Linked DNA regions of Triticum aestivum: region 2 is linked to region 1. The links are chromatin contacts, called in public Hi-C maps. All regions are on one chromosome and are shown on one strand. The core of a region is the stretch at or near the end of the contact, and the rest is flanking DNA. Distances in the headings are between cores, read along the strand shown. Region 1 holds the start of LOC123167677. Region 2 holds the start of LOC123181108 (cold-responsive protein kinase 1).

The links. Hi-C and Micro-C count contacts between places; a contact is called where the count stands out from the background.
Region 2: a contact with region 1 is called in a Hi-C map of leaf, with 4 times the contacts expected there. The contact joins the promoter of LOC123181108 here to the promoter of LOC123167677 in region 1. A contact is called at or near these places in 2 of 5 Hi-C or Micro-C datasets (both in leaf).

What each region holds. Positions count from the first base shown.
Region 1 is chr1D:223,589,110-223,595,743 of IWGSC CS RefSeq v2.1, forward strand. It overlaps LOC123167677, which reads right to left and starts at 2,780. Exons shown (of 2, transcript XM_044585535.1): 1 at 2,446-2,780; 2 at 1,566-1,948. The coding sequence starts at 2,756. The coding sequence ends at 1,912. LOC123181107 reads right to left here and starts at 6,518. Exons shown (of 3, transcript XM_044593332.1): 1 at 6,314-6,518; 2 at 5,166-5,979; 3 at 3,757-4,497. The coding sequence starts at 5,855. The coding sequence ends at 4,018. LOC123181106 (a long non-coding RNA gene) reads left to right here. Exons shown (of 5, transcript XR_006491494.1): 4 at 1-265; 5 at 648-1,265.
Region 2 is chr1D:223,757,478-223,764,111 of IWGSC CS RefSeq v2.1, forward strand. LOC123181108 (cold-responsive protein kinase 1) reads left to right here and starts at 3,525. Exons shown (of 8, transcript XM_044593333.1): 1 at 3,525-4,424; 2 at 5,372-5,497. The coding sequence starts at 3,668.

The DNA.
Region 1 (6,634 bases), core at 1,530-4,029:
TGCTAGATGCAGGGGAGAACATCCCATGCAGACCAGCATCTGGTTTGCATGTAGGAGGGGCGGCCAGTGAGGCGGCAGAGATCTGTGGCGGCGCTACGGTAAGTGAGAGCGAAGCCGACAATGGATACGTCGCCTCTGCCACTGGAGTTGGAGACGTGGTGGACGGTGACCAGCTAGCTGATTCACGAGCGCGGCGAGAGTGACGATGGAGCATCAGCACAATCAACGGGAAAGATGGATCCGCAGGCACTTGGGTGGACGAGAGGTATCAGTAATCTATATCTCACACGCTGTAAATATACTAAATGTGGAGGTTGTTGATTATGCCTGAATGAGTGAATAATAGTTAATGGTTGGGGTCGAAGCTGACATAGTGGAAGATCAGTGTAGATGCCGATAGCTTGTAGGGAGTGGTGGTATAGTTCAGTTGAAAATTCATGAAATCTCTGAATAATGAAACATGCGTGTCTGAAAATGCAGAAACACAATTTCTTGTTTTTAGGTGCTTGCTACGCAGCTGTTCTGGAAAATGAGTCTAATTTTAGAATTAAAAGATGGGTACCTTCAATTGGTGTACATTTCTCAGACTATGGATTGAGTCCTGATGTGTGCGGCAATTTTGGTTGCTACCTGGTCGTACTTGTCAGGACGGCAGCGAGACGGCGCAGGTAACGGCGACATGGCACATGAGGGTGCTTCTTCGTCTGAACCAACGACTATGAGACGCATGTGGGTGCATTAAATGTCAACAGTGGTGCAGCTTTGCACTGTTCCATAAATCAGTTGATGCTACCGAATACACTCAATATACAACGCCTTTCTGGCATCACGAGGAGAACTTATGGTCCATATTTCAGGAGCAAATGCACCCGAGAGCCGAATTGCATTTCCGCATTTCCATTTCCTTGAAGATGTTTCCAATGTTTTGCTGACTTATATTCTGCTATCTGTGCTCTTTGTCAACTGGAACATAACAGAACAAGAGTACGCAGCGCGAGTTGATTAGAAAGACTAACAGAACATAGGTGATCTCTTTCCTGCTCAGTGAGATGTATTTAATCAGTTATTGCTTACTGCTGTCGATGGATGGACGTTTGCATCATCATCCGAATGTTTGCTTTTGATCCACCTTATTGTATGGACTAGATCATTAAAGGCGCGCGTTGCCGCGCTCGTCTAATTTGGCTCTATAATTTTTAGGGATAGGAAGCAATCTGTATATAATTGTTTCCAATGCTTTTGGAATGGTGTTGTGCTTTTTTGCCTCTCGTGCTTATCTCCTTCATTTTACAAACCATGGTATGTAATTGAAGAGGGGAATCCTACTGGATTGCAAGAAAGCAGTGTGTTGATCTTTTTTCTTAGGTCCGATGGACTTGTAGCTGGTTCATGTTTGGGTCTAAGTGTATGAGTCTCTAGAATGGTTGATGGATAGTTGGATACATGTTGTGATTGATCGTGACCACTTTTGGCTCCTACAAAAAGTTCTCTCGCAAAGGCCCCCGCCACAAAATCTCAAAAATAGAAATATTGAGGAAAAAATAATATATTTGAGAAAATAAAATAGGCACTACAAATACTTCAGAATTTTTTTACAACACATATTCTCGCCCACAAGAGAATTCTACATTTAGTTATCACAATAATCCTACAAGCCCCAACAAAGAGGTAAGCACAAATTGTCAAATTTAATCATATTTGGTACAAATTGTCAAATTTAATCATATTTGGTGTAAGTTCGCTTCACATTGAGAAATTTAGATGCCGATTATACAGTACCTATAGTATTGGTTTCATGCAATAATACAATATTCATACCTGAAATTGGAAAATGATACTGTAGTAGTTTACCGGAAAATCGGCGATGTAGTATCTGATGGTCTAACCAATTATGAAGAAGCTAGGAAATGATCAGGTTACACTGACGAGAATGTTCAAGCCTGGAGAGCTGGAGAGTACAATCATCAGCATGCTAATTACACCGATAAAATAATAAGCTTCAGATAACAGTACATTTGGGTTCTAAACGATATGTTGATCGATCACAAAGCTAATAAATTATCAGGGTACACCGGTCAAAATGTTCAGGCATGGTGAATTGGAGAGTATGTACTAATAAATTACTAATATAAGCAGTGCTTCTACTAATATAATTATGAAGTGCACATGCTACCAAAATGTAAGTCTGATGATTCACTACTCCTGTTCTTCTGCATCTTGCAATTGAAGATTCACTACTAATATAATTATGAAGTACCTACGTTGACGGGCTCAATACGGGGCTTTTACGGAGTGAGTCTGAGTTGGCAGGGCCTGATTGGATTAAGGGGAGAGATTGGGCCCGGGGGGGGGGGGGGGGGGGGGGGGGGGGGGCAGGTTTAGTTAAATAGAAGCAGCCCGTAAAAGGCAGTAAACAGCCCGTGCGTTTAGCATTTTTGCTCCTACCTGACTCCTCCCCGGCCACGATGGGACGCGGGCGGGCTACGTACGTAGTCCGTGAGGTCCTTGCTCTGGTCGTCGACAGCGACGTCCTCCTCCTCGGCGATGAAGAGGCTTTCGCTGTCAATGGTACTAACCCACTCGCTGACGCGGTCGCTCAGGGAGTTGTGACGACCCACTGGTTTGGGACCTGGGTCGGTGGCGGCGAATCGTCTACCATCTCCTTCTTTTTCTTGCAGCCGGCCCTCGTCGTGCGTGTCCGACGTGTACCCGCCGTCGGGGGATAGAGCCGCCGCCGCGACATGCGCCTTTGCCATCCCCTAGGTAGACTGGCTGGGTGCCTCTTCCGTTCCGTTAGGGTTAACGAGGCACCGTGAGAGATGGGTCGTCGGGTCGAAGGGGTAGGTGGGCTTCACCAGGTGGCCGGCCCAATTAACCAGAATGTAGCGATTTTTCCACCGGAGTAGCTGCCCTTCAGGACAGCCGGCCCACTTAGCGGTAAAACGTGGAATAACAACAGCACAATCCAACGATCAAAACTTACTCTGGTGTGAGATCGGACGGCCAGAAATGGAGAGGGCGTGAGAGGGCTGGGATTAGGCTCGATTATACTGTCCTTAATAAGTCGGGCGACATTTTCCTATCCGTATAGGTGAACTGGGAGCCCCTTCTACTTTTTAAACTCAGGTGTGGTGGTTTCATCGGCGGTACAACAGCACGACAGTCGGTTGCGAGAGGAGGAAGATGGTGAACCAGAAAGCTATGACAAAACATGACCAATGGCTGCAACGCTGTCTTTTCAGGGGCAGCATTATCTTTTGTTCCGGGTCTGTGGTGATAAGAGTAGCATGATGATCTACTAACTTGCAATATTATCTTGACAACACATCCACAAGTATCACACTGATTTCAAGAATGCAACAATCAAAATTATAAATAGAGTCCAAGGAGCTAAACACTTGAAGCACAAGGACATAAGGACATTGACATGGATATAGCTCTGATGTTATAGCTAAATGGATTTTAACAAAGACATTTGCCTCACAAAATTTATCTGAAAGCTCACTCTAGAGAAAACAAATGCCCCCATTTTTGCTCAAATGTACACTCACATAAGCTGATTCTGAGCTCAACAATGACCAAAACCGGCAAAACAACTGGGAAGGCATCTATCCAGCACTGCAGTTGAGGGACTTCCACTATAAAGAGCAAAAATATAAATCAAAATAAATATGGTTTTAATCATCCATGAAAGCTAAACCTGTGGTTCTTACCTGAACCTGAACACAGTCAAGATCATAAAAGGTAAGATGACAATGACAGCACAGGCAGTATAAAACATCTTCAACTTGAAGGCAAGAACATACTACTGTACAAATGACCAACATTATTGTCCCCCGAAAAGGAAAAGAAAAGCGACTTATTATCCTACCAAAATAATATAATTTACACGTGGACTAAAACGCCGCGGGACAAATGGACAATAGTTACAGGCCATGCACATGCGTGGAACCAGCTAATCGGCATAACAATGCTCCCAGGCTGCTAGTGTATGCAGTTCAGCACTTCAACTTTGCTCTACTCAAGAAAAAAGGCCACCATATCTTTCAGGCTGCTTTTCTTTTTCGCCACAGGTGCCCCCTGCGCTTGTGCTACAGTCTTCTGCCAATCGTTTTTCCGCTGCGGCGCAAGATTCACGTTCACGGTCCTCGGTACCACAGCCTCGGGTTTATATTCATAGGCTGCAGGTTCACTATTCCACAGGGGTCCGAGCAATATGTTCATCATATCCTCAGCAACATCACCGGTCATTTTGATACTTGGTGGACGCTCTGGTTCTTCATGTCTCTTGTTCTTGTCTACTCTGCACTCGCTTGGAGTTTCATCTGTGGTAGTAGCTGCCGTGCACTGCATCAACCCCTTTGTTGACCAAGTGCTTGATGTTGATCCTCCTGTATCAGCAGGAGTAGAGATTGGAGGCCGTGGAGGACGCTCTTCATAGCGGGCTGTCTTTGTGGCCCGTATATCTTGTAGCTTCTCTTTATCAGCATTTACAATCTGCATCATGTAAATGCATCAGAATACCTTCAGTGGTATACTTATAGTTACTCAAAGCAAAACTTCGAACAGGATTGCTGGTTTGCTAAGCAGCCAGAAAATGTAAAAAGGGGCGAAAAGTTGGTAAATTATTTTCTGCCGCACAATGAAATTAGGACCTCAATTCAATGGAGAAGATGTCATTAGCAGTCAGAATAAGTCTCCTATTAAGCTTCAGCTTTGGCAGAGAAGTTAGAAATGAAACATCATGCTTAATCATGTCTTCAAACTAATGATAGGACTGGACTGAAAAACAAGAGTTTGCCTACACCGTGCATGTTTGTCTCTTGAGAGTTGCATGCACAAATATTATCAAGGTGCAAGCCAGATCGGTCCATGAAAAGTATTCACTAGGGTCACTCCTAAGCATAATGGGGCCATTGCCTATTGGCAAAGGTCATTTTTTTTCCAATTATTTCTATAAAACAAGTAATGAGTTGTACTAGATCTGCCTGCGCCAATCAACAATAAAGCTAATAAATTGGCACGCAGTGCATAATTCTCAGATGTTCAGTGAGGTAATGAACAGGAACCAGCGTATTTAAGGGGAATTGCATAACACCACCAGAAGATGTGTCAAACCTGAAGACAAGTAAAACAACAAAAATGCAATAAGAATTATGGTTTACCTCTTCAGCTATGCTCACAAGATCTTCCACAGTAAGCTCTATCTCATCATCAGTTGTACCTGATGACAATGTTTCTGATCCAACATTATCCGGCTTTTGTTTCTTGCTATTCTTTGGAGCAGCTCTGCAAGTCACTTTTGTCACATTCTTACGAGTTGTTTTCTCAATTTCTTCAAGTTCATCTTTGGCAGAATAATCAGCACTGTCGCGCTTTCTTCTGGTCTTTTCTCTACCCTGACATCGTTGCAAAGCTCTGGAATTGCCAGCACTGAGCTCCATCTCATCATCAGTTATTCCTGATGACGATGCATCTGATCCCACATCCTCCAGCATCCGCTTCCTGCTATTCTTCGGAGCAGCTCTTCCACTAACTTTCCTCTCATTCTTACAAGTTATTTTCTCGATTTCGCCAAATTCATCCGTGACAGCACGATCAGCATCCTTGCTCTTTCTCCTGGCCTTTTCTTTACCCTGGCATCGCTGCAACGCCTTCAGTCCACCAGCATCCTCTGGATCCACAATTTTTTTCTGCCTTCTGATGGGCTTAGCCTGATCTAGAGCCCCTGATCCCTTATCAGATTCCGCCGACTGCTTATTCCGATGCTCAGTCTTTGACACCTCATTACTCGAGCAGGGTTTCATCATCCAAGCAGGTAGGCATCGCCGACTATCAGGGCATGCTTCAGCCATCCTCAAAGACAGGCCAACAGAATATACACAATCCCCTGAATTTGACTACCCAGTCTCAGTAGCAAAACAAATCAAGAAACTGATCGCAATTTTGTGAGCGAGACGATCTGAAACAATCAGCCACCTGCACAAGAATTAGAGCCTGAATAAACTATGTCGAATTTTCTCATCGTAAACAAACTCCCGTCGCCCCTCAAACTTGAAACTACACCGCAACCCCAAGAAAGAAAGAAAGAAGGCGAAATAAAAGGAAAGGGGCCCTAGCCCGATACAACCCTAGAACCCAAGAAGCACCGATTTCCCCCGCTCTCAAGGCCCCAAGATCCGATCTTTCCGATGGGGCGATGCCGGAGGATTCACCGGCATCTGACCCCACCCCACCTTCTTCCTAGCTGGTTGAGGGGAGAGGGAAAGCGAGGAAAGTCGGGTGTGCCGCGTGGCCGTGGCCGTGGGATTACCTCAATCAAGGAGCCTACGTGGCCAACGGTGGTATGGGCTTGCCGCAGTGGTTGGTAGGAGCTCCGGTCAGTGAGGCCCTACGGCGGGGCGGAGCGGCTCGCCCAAGGCCGGCGGAGGACGAGACGACGGATTGGGATTTGGAAACTGTTTATGTTGCCTTGACCAGAGACTTCGAGAAAGGAAGGGGTTCATGGATAACTTGAAAGCCGGAGTAATTAAAACGGCCCCAACGGCTCGTTGTCTCGTCCGTATTGGTTTTGTTTTTTTATAGGGTTCAAAATTTCTACATTACCCTTTTTTCCTTGCGGGATTTTTTTTCT
Region 2 (6,634 bases), core at 2,275-4,774, 170 kb after region 1:
TTCTGCAAAGCATAAATGAGTGTTTGAAAGGAGTTTTTCAAAGAAAGACCTCGGTGAAGCTGCTTGCATATTGAGCATCAAGATCTATAGAGATAGATCAAGACGCTTGATAAGTTTTTTCAATGAGTACATACCTTAACAAGATTTTGAAGTAGTTCAAAATGGAACAGTCAAAGAAAGAGTTTCTTGCCTGTGTTACAAGGTGTGAAATTGAGTAAGACTCAAAGCCCGACCACGGCAGAAGATAGGAAAAGAATGAAAGTCATTCCCTATGCCTCGGCCATAGGTTCTATAAAGTATGCCATGCTGTGTACCAGATCTATTGTATACCCTACACCGTTGGCAAGGGAGTACAATAGTGATCTAGGAGTAGATCACTGGACAGCGGTCAAAATTATCCTTAGTGGAATAAGGATATGTTTCTCGATTATGGAAGTGAAAAAAGGTTCGTCGTAAAGAGTTACGTCGATGCAAGTTCTGACACTAATCTAGATGACTCTAAGTCTCGGTCTAGATACATATCGAAAGTGGGAGCAATTAGCTGGAGTAGCTCCGAGCAGAGCATTGTAAACATAGAAATTTACAAAATACTTACGGATCTGAATGTGACAGACCCGTTGACTAAAATTATCTCACAATCAAAACATAATCACACCTTAGTACTCTTTGGGTGTTAATCACATAGCGATGTGAACTAGATTATTGACTCTAGTAAACCCTTTGAGTGTTAGTCACATAGAGATGTGAACTATGGGTGTTAATCACATGGTGATGTGAATTATTGATGTTAAATCACATGGCGATGTGAACTAGATTATTGACTCTAGTGCAAGTGGGAGACTGAAGGAAATATGCCCTAGAGGCAATAATAAAGTATTATATATTTCCTTATATCATGATAAATGTTTATTATTCATGCTAGAATTGTATTAACCGGAAACATAATACATGTGTGAATACATAGACAAACAGTGTCACTAGTATGCCTCTACTTGACTAGCTCGTTAATCAAAGATGGTTATGTTTCCTAGCCATAGACATACGTTGTCATTTGATTAACGAGATCACCTCATTAGGAGAATGACGTGATTGACTTGACCCATTCCGTTAGCTTAGCACTCGATCGTTTAGTATGTTGCTATTGCTTTCTTCATGACTTATACATGTTCCTATGACTATGAGATTATGCAACTCCCGTTTACCGGAGGAACACTTTGTGTGCTACCAAACGTCACAACGTAAATGGGTGATTATAAAGGTGCTCTACAGGTGTCTCCAAAGGTACTTGTTGGGTTGGCGTATTTCGAGATTAGGATTTGTCACTCCAATTGTCGGAGAGGTATCTCTGGGCCCACTCGGTAATGCACATCACTATAAGCCTTGCAAGCATTGTGACTAATAAGTTAGTTGCGGGATGATGTGTTACGGAACAAGTAAAGAGACTTGCCGGGCGAGATACCGACGATCGAATCTCGGGCAAGTAACATACCGATGACAAAGGGAACAACGTATGTTGTTATGCGGTCTGACCGATAAAGATCTTCATAGAATATGTGGGAGCCAATATGGGCATCCAGGTCCCGCTATTGGTTATTGACCGGAGACGTGCCTCGGTCATGTCTATGTAGTTCTCGAACCCGTAGGGTCCGCACGCTTAACGTTACGATGACAGTTTTATTATGAGTTTATGTATATTGATGTACCAAAGGAGTTCGGAGTCCCGGATGAGATCGGCGACATGACGAGGAGTCTCGAAATGGTCGAGACGTAAAGATCGATATATTGGATGACTATATTCGGACTTCGGAAAGGTTCCGAGCGATTCGGGTATTTTTCGGAGTACCGGAGAGTTACGGGAATACGTATCGGGCCTTATTGGGCCATACGGGAAAGAAGGAAAAGGGCCTCAAGGGTGGCCGCACCCCTCCCCTTGGTCTGGTCCGAATTGGACTAGGGAAGGGGGGCGCCCCCTTCCTTCCTTCTCTTTTTCCCTTCCTCTTTTCCTATTCCATATGGGAGGTGGAATCCTACTAGGACTAGGGAGTCCTAGTAGGACTCCACACTTGGTGCGCCCCCTCCTAGGGCCGGCCTCCTCCTCCCTTGCTCCTTTATATACGGGGCAGGGGGCACCCCAGAGACACAACAATTGATCCTTGAGATCTCTTAGCCGTGTGCGGTGCCCCCTCCACCATATTACACCTCGATAATACCGTTGCGGAGCTTAGGCGAAGCCCTGTGTCGGTGGTACATCATCATCGTCACCACGCCGTCGTGCTGACGAAACTCTCCCTCAACACTCGGCTGGATCGGAGTTCGAGGGACGTCATCGAGCTGAACGTGTGTAGAACTCGGAGGTGCCGTGCGTTCGGTACTTGATCGGTCGGATCGTGAAGACGTATGACTACATCAACCGCGTTGTGATAACGCTTCCGCTGTCGGTCTACGAGGGTACGTGGACAACACTCTCCCCTCTCGTTGCTATGCATCACCATGATCTTGCGTGTGCGTAGGAATTTTTTTAAAATTACTACGTTCCCCAACACGTCCGTCGTTAGGGAAACAAAACCAAAGAAAAAAAGAAAATGGGTGGACCCCACTTCTTTTGCTGTCGACGAGGCCGCAAGGCGGAGGAGATGAGGGGACCGAGACGACATCATGGAGGAGACCGTTGGTGTCAGCTAAGGTTGGGAACATGAGTGGGGCCACCCGCTGGTTAGTTGCTCCCAAATCACTCCAACTCTTTTCAGAGCATGCTTAATAGAAGAGCCCGTTGCCGGCTCTATGCTAGTGCCACATTTGTTGTAGCCTTCCTATAAAAGTACTCATATAATAAGCTCGCTACAGATAAGCTATAATATTCAATGCATGCATGCCAAGATGGGCAAAGGAAACGTATATTGATTGGCTTGTAGAAATAAGCGTCTGTCTTTAGTCTTGCCACCGGCTGCATGCTGGCTCGATGTCATCGTAGCTTGTGTTGTAGCCCAAGGATACATGGAGAGCCCGCTCCCTTCTCTCTCTTGCCTTCTCTTTCCTCCAATTAGGATTTTGCTGATGTGGAACATCTTATAGCCTCCTGAGTAGGATCTACTCCCTCCGTCCCATAATATAAGAACGTTTTTGACTCTCTTTTTTGCGAGAAAGAATGTTTTTGACATTAGTGTAGTAAAACGTTCTTATATTTTAGGACAAAGGGAGTATTATACTTGCTCTCACATTACAATCGTTGCACCCTCTGCTTCCCCAATAATCTTGGAGTATGTTCGCATAGACGGTCAATTTTTTTAGCAAGGAACCAAGCTAGTGCCCAACAATCACAAGAATAGCAGCCGATCGTCAACACATTCACGCCACCGAACACCTCAGCCGTTTTCAGTTCTGATTAAACAAAGGCATTCGGAATCCGGCGACATGCAATGCAAGAGAGAGTGAGATTGCTTCTTGAAAATAAATTATTAAAACGAAGCTGGACGTGACACAGGACTATCGCTCATCCCAATATTTATACCACCTCGAACCAATCAGCTGTTCCACACTTCCCGACCCGGCCATTCAACACAAATCAATCCATCCCCCATCACACCACCCTTGCCGCGCCGCTCTCGTCCAAAACCCAGCGGCCACGGCGATATCTCCTCCCCCTTCCCTCCGGCAGCCGGCGGTGCCGATGCACCGCATGGCTTGCCTCCCGCTGCTGCCGGCTCTAGTGCTGGCACTCGCCTCCGCGCTGGCCCCGTCCGCCGTCGCCGACCCGCAGGCCATCCTGCTCAACCTGGGGTGCAGCCAGTACAACGCCACGCCCACGGCCGCCTTCCTCGTCGCCCTCAATTCCACCTTCGCCAAGCTCCGCGCCAACCTCTCCGCCGGGGGCTTCGCCACGGCCTCGGAGCCGCGCGCCGCCGCGCCGGCGTTCGCGCTGGCGCAGTGCCGCCCGTACGTCACAGGGAGGGACTGCGTCGCTTGCTTCGACGCCGCCGCGGCGCGCATCCGCGCCTCCTGCGGCGCCGCCAACGGCGGGCGCGCCATCCTCGACGGCTGCGTCATACGGTACGAGAGCGCGGCTTTCTTCGACCAGTCCACGCTCCCCGGCAACACGCAGCTCTGCAATGGCTCCGCCGTGGCAGGCGGCGGCTTCGACGGCGCGGTGCGAGCGCTGATCGGCGACCTCGCGGCCGCGGTGCCGCGCGCCCCGAGGCTTGCCGCGGCCGCCGCGGGGGCCGGCGTGTACGCGATGGCGCAGTGCGTGGAGACGGTCGGGGCGGGGGGCTGCGCGCAGTGCCTGCAGGTGGCTTCTAGGAACATTGGCGGCTGCTCGCCCAATTCCGACGGCCGCGCCGTGGACGCCGGATGCTTCATGAAGTACTCTGATAAGCGGTTCTTCCCAGCTAATGCCACCGTAGACCTGGCGGCATACTTGCGCTCTGGTGAGTTCATCCTCGTGTTTTGCGTGAGTTGTTAACATACTACTAGCTTCGAGAAGTTTTTTATAGTTTTGCGGTGTAACGAGGCCATCTTTGGCTCGCTGTCCATGTTTGTTGCTTGCACGACCGGTACAGATTTTTATCGACGAGTTCCCAAAGTCTCATTGCTGCAGCATATCCTTGTTTAAAATTGTCCTAATCTTTTCCGCAGTTATTAGTCCTACGTTGCAAATTAGAGATATAGTTAATTTCACTGTTTACCCCTAAGCTTCACGTTTGTGGCAGCAATTACCCAATGTAACAGATTTTTCACATTTTTACCCCATTTAAGCAGACTTGTGCCACATTTTACTCCTTTTTATTTATTTTTTCAACGTTCTGACAGGTTTGCTTAAATGTGGTAAAAATGTGAAAAATCTGCTAAATGAGGTATTTGCTGTTGCAAACGTGAAACTTAGGGGGTAACAAATGGAATTATAACTCTTAAAAATAGTTATGATTACCAGATCAGTTATCGATAACAATTATAATGCTTCTGTTCCAGGGAGATTTGAATCTAGGAAAAAAATTAGAAACATTTGCTGCACTGATTGGCCAGATTATGTGCAAAACTTTTGGTATAGGGGGTGTGTAGAAGCAGCAGATTGAGGACTTCATGGAGAATTAGTTATGTGATGCATGAGAAAATAAGTTAAAACTTCAGCTTTCGATCCTCCGGGGTCATATTTTTGTACATTTGGAATCCAATGTTTGGGGTGAGATTGAACCTTGAAGTTCTCTATTTTTGTTAGTAATATAAAGGCATGTTAATTTGCACCAGTCGTCGGGTTGGCTTGAACTTTAATGATAATTTGATTGCTGTATAATTTTACAAAAAAATAAATGAAGAAAAAGGTTCCAATTGAAAGTTCGTCTTCAGTTCAGATCTCACAATTCATGATTTGGTTCAGGAAAATCAAGAGGGAAGGGAGCCATCATAGGAGGAATTTTGGGAGGTGTAGCCTTCCTGTTGCTTCTAGGGTTACTAGCTTTGTTGTGGATCCGTCGTTCTAGGAAGCTGCAGAAGCCTCGGAGAGGTAAATGCTGTTTTTGTGAAGTTAAAGCTCTTTGGTTCTTGTCAAGTTTTCAGTCTAATCTTAGTAACATGGTCAAAGTTGCTGTCATTTATCATGGAACCGTCTCTTGGGTAGTCAAGTGATTTTGTAAATTCTGTGTTGCCTTTCATGAGAACATCTGCAATGTCATGCCACTATTGTCCTGTGAGGATGATGACATGCAGTGTGTAGCTATCACCAATGGTCATCAATCATCTATTGATGCCGGCATGATACACAAGATTTTCAGTGCTATCCGAATCACTTCCATTTCTAATATAGTTAGACTGCCTTTGATTATTAAGGCAGGTATATAACTAGACTGCCTTTGATTACTAAGGCAGGTATGTAATTAATCGCAGTTGATAATTTACATCCTACGGAATTCCCTGGATATAAAGATTGACGTTGCATTTTTTCCAAAGGAAGAAGTAGACATGTTTTCATAGTTGTGCCCCACACACTTTGATTTCCTCTCTGTTGTATCATAATGTCTAAAGGAACAAAAATGTTTTTGGTGGCACGTCCTCCTGCAGTGAACGATAAATTTAAAAACTGTGTTTAGAATTTGTTGTATACTTTAGAAAAAGCATTTCAGAACATAAAAGAATTTTGGAAAAATATAAATTCAAATGTTAGGCTCCTTTATATGCCTGTGAATTTTCATAAAAGCGACCATTTTTGCACCATGGAACAAAGACAGATTTGGTGATATTAAATATAAAGTGGATTCCGTACATGCAAGGTTGTGTGCTTGAGATATGGGTTTTTGCCTACTTGTGCATCTTCAAGTGACCTCAAAATGTTTACAGATGTGCATCATGTTATAAAATGAGCACCTGCAAAATTCATGCAAAAATATAATGAAATCTACCCTCACAAAAGGATAGTGTTCAACTTATTGTTTGAACAGTTTGACTACAACCATTTGTCTCTTTTGTCCAAGACAAATTTGGTCGTATATTTAGAATTTACAAGTATAAAGTGACCAGAGAACGTACATATTTCAGAATTTTTTACATTCTGAAACTATTTTCTAGCCAGGAGGCAGGAGCATGTGCTCTGGGTTCCAGGCCGCACCTTTGTACCTATCCCATAATTTATAGTTATGTTGCAGAC